2 separate regions of the Drosophila melanogaster genome follow, and region 1 is linked to region 2. The links are chromatin contacts, called in public Hi-C maps. All regions are on one chromosome and are shown on one strand. The core of a region is the stretch at or near the end of the contact, and the rest is flanking DNA. Distances in the headings are between cores, read along the strand shown. Region 1 holds the start of CG7560. Region 2 holds the start of lncRNA:CR45036 (long non-coding RNA:CR45036).

Region 1 (3,974 bases), core at 1,116-3,615, 60 kb before region 2:
TCTAACGGCGTCATTTGTTTGGCTTAATTGCCGATAAATAATTGCAAAGCGGAGTTACAACCCCCCATCCCCCCGCCACAACAGCGCGGGCACCGAGAAACTCAATCCAAAAGCCGGAAGAAAAGGAAGGAAATTCGCATTCGCAAATCATTTTTCAGGCCCAGTCGACAGCTGCGAAAATAAGCGAAAATAAGAAGCAAGCGTCGGATTTGAAGCGGTGGCAGCACAACCTTTTAGCCCCGATTCCATCTGAGTGTCATCTGGGGCCCCCTCGGTGAAAGTCAACCCCTTGGTGGTGCACTGAGAAAGATCAGGTAGTTCTAAGCTGAAATTCCCATACAAATTGCGTACCCATTTCCAAAAATATTTGGTTACTGTTCAAAGCGACTTTAAATCTTTTTAAAATGCTAACGAAGTTCGTTGTGTATTTCCAATAAAATTTATTTTTATATTATATATATTACTTATTATTACTTATTATATATTACTTATATATTATATTGCAATTATTTTTCTACGTGTGGCCGCTAACACTTATCCCTTCTCCATGGCCGATCAACCGCAAGTTACAAATGTCAAATGCTGCTTTTGTCAAGAAGGACCTTTCAGTGCGTCTTTGTGCGGGGGGGGGGGGGGGTAGGAGGAGGAGGAGGGGCGTCAACCCCCTGATTTCAAATGGCAAGTCCCGATGGAAGGTGCGATGACGCAACAGTTCTATTATTCCGGATGAGAACCATCAAGAAATATCTACGCATTTCTTGGTCTGCGATTTGAAGCGCCTGTCACATTGACTGACGTTGATGACGCACCGGAGCTGCAAAATTTCGCATATGAAAGATGAAAGGGATGGAGGTGGTAAAGGGTTTCCCAATCCATTCATCACACTCCGTTTTTGGCCAGCTGCAGACCGAACACTGGTCATTAGGTATGTCAGTCACATCATTGGTTATTGTTCCACTGCAGCTTGTAAATGGTCAAGCCAAAAGGGGTGGCACGCACTCTTTGGATCTGGAAGCTGCGCAGATCCTGGTAAATTGCTCACCAAGTCACACTCTGGGGATTTTGATTTAAAAACAGAGAGCTCTAAGAGAACTCCATGAACACAGATACAAGAATCGCAAATATTTATCAAATTAATTTTATTAGCTTCTGACATATGATCACTTTTCGTAGCCTTTCTTATCCTTTTCAGAATCCTTTAACAGATCCAGATCTCGAAGTTCTTGCAGCACAGCCTGGACGGACTTAAAGCGGTTGAGTGTGAAGAAGTGGAAGCCCCAAACCCCCACATCGGCATCCAAAACATTACGAATCGTTCGGACGGTGAGGCTAACAAAGAACCTTCTTATCAGATCTTGGTCAGACTTCATATCCTTCATATGGGCACTATGCAGCTGATCGAGTTGCTCTCGCAAATCATCTGGCAGATGGACGCCGGTTATTTGCTCGATCATTGAGTAGGAGCGAAAGGATTCATGCGACATCAGTCCCACAACAATGGGTACCGAGATTCCAGCTGCTCGACAGTCCTTCACAAATTGCACTATGACCTCGGGACGGTAGCATAACTGTGTGATAATGCAATCTGCTCCAGCATCAATCTATTCAAATATATAAAATGACACTATAAAATATGTAATTTGTATATGTGCACAAATAACAACGCACCTTTGCCTTTAGAAACTCCATGTTCTTAGCTGAATTTTGTGGTATGTCGCCTAAACTAGTGTATCCCTCTGGATATCCACCCACACAGACTGATATTGTTTCTGGTTCGAGTGTAAGAGTGATTTTAGAGTATATTTAGTGATAAATAATTAATAATTAACTTACCACCCCTCTGCCGTATCGATTGCTCCACCATGGGGTAGCTAATCGAGAAATCCTGATCCTCGTGAACTCGATCCCCTCGAACGGCCAAAAGACTGCTAAAGTTGAGGGCCAAAAACTGATCCAGTCGCTGCCTACTCATTCGATAGGCGGACACATGGGGCAGCACGGGAATGCGTGTGGCCAGGTGTTGGGCCATCTGAAGGCTCTCCACCTGACCCACTGGCTCCACGTCCCAGTACCGCTGACTCAGCCAAACGAAGCTCACGAAGGTGGGCAGGAGCGGCAGGAAGTGATTAAAGTCCAGGCAGGTTGGCCGGCCACTCGGATCGCTGGCCATCACCTCGATGCCGTAGAAGAGGCGATGTTGGGCTGTTCGCTCCGCCACGAGCGTTCCTATCCGCTGCTTCGTCACTACGGATTCATTTTGATCGGGGGCAAAGGTCACGCAGGGAATGTAGGAGGCAGCACCAGGCGACGAACCACCGGCGGGCACTTGAATCGCATGCATTGATTTGGAACCACGCTCGCTCAACGGCAGATCAACTAAAACTGCCGGCTGTTGTCATTTGCCAGGCGGGTTATCACCGATCATCAATCTATCTCAATAAATACGAGCAAAGTTTCGAACAGATACGAAACTACTGGATTCGTTGAGCGAATCTGGGAATACCCTTTTCTTCAGTTCATTAGTGATTTGACAATGGTTAATTACTAATATCATAATTTCCAATTCACTTAATATGCTATGCTAAGAGTTACAAATTTATTTTGTTTCTTTACGTATAACAAGTACTAATGGATTTTCTTTTAAGAAATTACACTAATTTTTATTGAAATAGAAAAGTTTCAGTATTAATGGTAGATTTGGAATATTCCACATAATTGCCTTTAGCAACAATTGCTACTCCTCTATTTGGGAATGTTAACTTAAAGAGCTTAACAAAAGATAGTTGTTAACAATTGATTGCAAAACCATTTCAATAATCTCTTATTTTCCTCATACACCGACTGTGGACCTTTGGGTGCGTGGGAATCGGTACTGGTTCGCATCCACAATCCAACCCTTTTTAACGTCCCCTGTGAGAATGGTCTCTAATTCGTGGCAATCGGTCCCAACGCCATCCAATTAAAGATTTCATGCAGCTGCACTGGATGAAGGATGGAGACCTTCAAATGTTTCCGTCGTTCGGGATGGAACCTAAAATTAGTTTGGCTCGTAAACATGTGTGCGGGTGCAGCACGGAACCTGTTCTTAGTTTTACTGGAAGGCCGTTCTATATTTAAATCTGAAAAGTGAAATCGTTTTAGGGGAACATCATTTCGTTTTGGTTCATAATACTAAGAGGAAACACATAAATGTGACAGAGAAAATATGCTGGAAATAATTTTATATCGCGAGTAAAACATATCACACATATTTTAAAATTACCAAGCGCAACGACAAGTATTTTTGGTAACAGATGGATGATATGTCGGCAGAAGATCGAAAATAATAAAATACAAATGGGAATGGCTTGGGGAATGGCTTTAAGTTCGTTAGGAATGGGCAATAAAAAAATTGAATAATTTGTATTATATTCTTTCTCACATAGTAAGCGATTTTAAAACAACGTCATTTAGTTGAGCCATTCATTTCATTATGCTTTTGCTTTTTCTCTTCGTAAATCTAAAAGAAAACTGGTTAATATGCGTTCTTAATCAAAGTTCTCACTGCCTCATTGAGAACCGAATGAGCCGAAACCAAGAGGTCTTAGATCCTTTGTAGGTACATAGGTCTTTGAGAATAGACTTCAATCAAGGCGTACCCCCAGTGGATTACACAGGACTTGATTTGTTGCCTCGGAAGGATTAGGGGATATTACATTGTGCCGCCACGTTCACTGATTTTCATCCTTACGCCCGATTGAGAGTCCTTTTGGAAATTAGCTAAGCTGCCCTTTCACCGTCGATGGTTGATGGGTCGGTCACCTGCTGTGAAGTTCTTGCTTTATTTCAGTCATATTTTTCAAGAAAAGCACTGAGGGGTTAAATTACTACGTGGCGCGAAGACGCGAGATGGAAAATATTTGATAAAATGCGTCTACTTAGGGAATGAAAACGCGTCGCGGGGCACACGCATGAAGATACAATTTCTCTTTCCC
Region 2 (3,597 bases), core at 660-3,159:
TAATGAAGTCGGCGTGCGTGTGTGTGGGCGGGTGTGCGAGTGTGCGTGCTGCAGTTGTGTGCAGTTGTAGTTGCGGGTTCATTGCACGTACACTCGCACAAACACACTCACAGCGCCCAAAACGACCAACGACGAACCCGAGCAAGCGACCGAACAGTCCACCCACCAGTGATGCCACTTCTTTGCACAATGCCAACTCAGTTTGGCGAAAAAACGGCTAAGTAAATTTATAAGTCAGCGAATATAAATTTAAACATTTTTTTTTTTTTATTTATTCTTGATAATGTGCCATCTTCTGCATGCAATTAGGTGATCACGTATACGCCCAGTTTACTTAAGAGTGACATTTAAAGTTATTTGTATTTAACATTTTTATAAATTTTAAGTGGTTAGCAGAAAATTAAAAAACAAGATGTAAATAAGTTTTACTAATGCAATAAAGACAACAGGACGTATACGTAATCTACCCCTTATAAGCGAAAAATGTGTTGCCTATCTTATGGCGCCATATCATATTTTATGACCAAAATGTTAAAAATGGAATATTTCACGATAAAATATAATTAAAGCTTGTAGAATTTGTTTTGATAAAGATTAATAGACATTTTAAATCTCTTGTAACCGTATTCACTCTTATACTTAAAGATGGGGTTCTTAACAACTTTCTAGCCAGATAAACCATTACTGCCGCGTTACTATCCCCCACCCGTCGTTGGCCCCACTGTGCCAGCTCCAATGCGTCCCACTGTCCGTCGGTTGCTTCGTCACTTTGTTGCGTGTTCGTGATGCAGTTGTTGTTTGCCCTGGTTGTTGCAGTTGTTGGTGCTGTTGTTGCTGGGTCTCCGGTTTAGACAGCCGGGCTTCGGACTCCGGGTCTCCTCTGCCTGCCTCCCTCTCTCTTTCGCTGCTCCCCCTCACACCCGCACACAGCCCCTTCGACCAACAACCGACTTCGGTCATCGTGGATTTCTCTGCTCTCCGTTTTGCGGACCTGCATTTTGCTCTGCACTCTTCGCTGCTCTTTTGTTTCGCTTTTCGCTGCTTCTAATGCTCGTCCGCCACTCACCCCTTCCCCGACAACACCCTCTCGTTTTCGGTGGCTCCAAGTTAGAGAGAGGGAGAGAGAGGAGACCCCCAATGAAAGAGAGGTAGCTTGTTTATCGTTGCCTTTCTTTTGGGCAGCCTGCCCGCTGCTTTTTTCCGCCTCCTCCATCTTCCTCTTATTCTTTCAGTGCTTTTCTTCTCTGTTGTTTTTCGGTTTTTGCAGCTCTGAGCTTCGCTGCTTCTGCCGCTGCTGCGCTATGTTGTTGCTTTTTGTCTGTCTCCTCTTTGGTCTTGTTGCTTGTGTCTGTTTTGCTTTTTCGCCCTGCCATCTTACACACTTACTCACTCACACAGATACAAGCACCTACACGCGGAGACTTTTGTATGTAAAACTGACGTCGTCGCTGCTGACTCTTCTTTCCTTTTTCTGTCTTTTTTTTTTTTTGCACATTCTCCCTGTTCTCTCTTCTCGCCTGCATTTTGTGTATCTCATCTCGTGTACGCTTTCGCTGCCTTTCCAATCTCTTCGGCATCGGGGCAACAACAACGAAAAGCTGGCGTCGCCGTCGCCGTCATCGTTTTCTCTATTTTCCTCAATCGCTGTGCCTTTTCATTTTCAATTCGCATATTTTTGCAAACTCTACTTTCAGTTATTCGCCGATAATTGATGTCAAAGGACGCAGTTGTGCTCCGCCGGCGCAGTTTCACATCGCCTTTGGAATCATTGCCGCGGTACGGTATCATTCAGTGCCAGTGTGACCAGTTTCGCTGTGGCCATGCCCAAGGAGGATCCGTTCGTAAATCGAGCCCAGCTCTTGAAGGCGATCAAGAAATATCCGGAGATCTGGGACTCCAACAACAAGCTGCACATGTGCCGCAGCGTCACATCGCCCATGTGGACAGAGATCGCCGAGCAGTTCGGCGGTCATGTGCCGACAGGTGAGCCCACCAAGAATGTACCCGTCCCTACGAACCATTCCGCTTTCCGACATAAGCACCCCTCACACTCTACGCCACTGCTCCATTCGCCAGCTAGCTAGCAGTGTTGCCATTTGTTGCTGCCTTTCGCACTCTCCTTTCGCCAGCTCTTTCGAGGCGCATTCAGTGGCGCAGGCATGTGCTTTTGAAAGGGGGCTGAAAATCACTTTATTTAAAGTAAGTTGGTCCAACCTGAACATTTTAAAGTTCACTGCTCAATAACAAAAATCTACGTTGAATCAATATTCCTAAAGGGTTCATTATTTTCTTAAATTACGTCACTGCACTTGGCTAAAATTAGACAAAGGGCATTTCGGATAGAAAGTAAAGGTTTCTGTCCGTTTGGAATAATAGAGGAGCCTACGCCACTATATAATGCAAATTGAAGCACTCGCAGTAGAAATAATTGACGGGTGGAATGTACTTTGATGAATGCAATTGGGTGGCTTAATGTAAGCTTAGTTATCTGCACCGTGCCACAAGATATTACAATATTCATGAATGAAAAGACTAAACTTCGCACTCTTAGGCCTCTTAAGCCATAATCTCAATATTTGAAATATCTATTTCTTGGAAGTTTCAATAATCACGATTCACGATTAATATTCTTTAAAAAAGAAAATGTTTACCATATTTATTTATAATTTTCAGTTAAGCTGCAATCGATCTGGAGCCAGATGAAGTACCACTATCACAACTTGGTCCACCGCCAGATCCTCCACAAGGATCGATTCAACACCAAGTGGGAGCACTTCGAGCCCATGTCCTTCATGTATAACATTACGGTGGCAAAGATCGTAGGCGCTCAGTCGAGCGGCGGCAGTGGCGGAGGCACCTCCTCCGATGCCCCATCCACAGCCACTGAAGCAGCAACTGTGGGGGAGGAACCTGCTGCCCCAGTGGCGCCTCCGCCATTACCCACCGCCACCCATGGTCGCGGACGACCCAGTGGTAGCTTCAGCTGGCTGCAGACCGCAACCACACCCACCGCCCCTCAACTGCCGCATCTAATCACTCAGCCGCCCCATAGTCAAGGTCATGGCATGACATATACCGCTTTCACGGGGCTGGTACCTCCACCGGCCACTGTGGCCTCAGAGACGGTGGCCACGCCGCCGCGAAAGTTGGGCCGCCCCAGTTCGTTGCACAATAGCATGCGCGGACGTATCATCGATGCCATCAAGACGCGTCCATCGTTGTGGGCTGGGCGCCAGCGGAGTGAGAAAGGACAGGGTCAGAGTAGAACCTCAGCGGTTTGGAAGGAAGCGGCCATGGAGATGGGTCTGACACCGAGTAAGTTAGTCCCGTCTAAGTAGATTATATCCATCGAAATATATAGCATGTAGCAAACTAATTTAATATTGTGTTAAAAGGATGTTACTAATGTCCTGACGAATTGGTATTAAAATAAGCTTAAGTAGCTTAAAGGAATGTGAATTATAAAAAGTTCCCCAACCCTCCCAAAACATCTTATACTTTGCAGCTCTTATGCAAACGCGCTGGTCAATCATCAAGCAGCGCTACGTAGACGAACTGCAGAAGGAGCGCCACGCCCAATACTCCCACCAATCCTTC

The links. Hi-C and Micro-C count contacts between places; a contact is called where the count stands out from the background.
Region 1: a contact with region 2 is called in a Hi-C map of the Kc167 cell line, with 8 times the contacts expected there. A contact is called at or near these places in 53 of 107 Hi-C or Micro-C datasets (the Clone 8 cell line, the D17-c3 cell line, the Kc167 cell line and 20 more) and 4 of 7 datasets of targeted methods (the Kc167 cell line and the S2 cell line).

What each region holds. Positions count from the first base shown.
Region 1 is chr3L:11,423,549-11,427,522 of dm6, reverse strand. CG7560 reads right to left here and starts at 2,365. Exons shown (of 3, transcript NM_140205.2): 1 at 1,834-2,365; 2 at 1,669-1,769; 3 at 1,128-1,601. The coding sequence starts at 2,341. The coding sequence ends at 1,161.
Region 2 is chr3L:11,362,995-11,366,591 of dm6, reverse strand. lncRNA:CR45036 (long non-coding RNA:CR45036) reads right to left here and starts at 1,909. Exons shown (of 1, transcript NR_124888.1): 1 at 695-1,909. It overlaps CG6163, which reads left to right and starts at 1,707. Exons shown (of 3, transcript NM_140203.1): 1 at 1,707-1,983; 2 at 2,674-3,315; 3 at 3,506-3,597. The coding sequence starts at 1,821.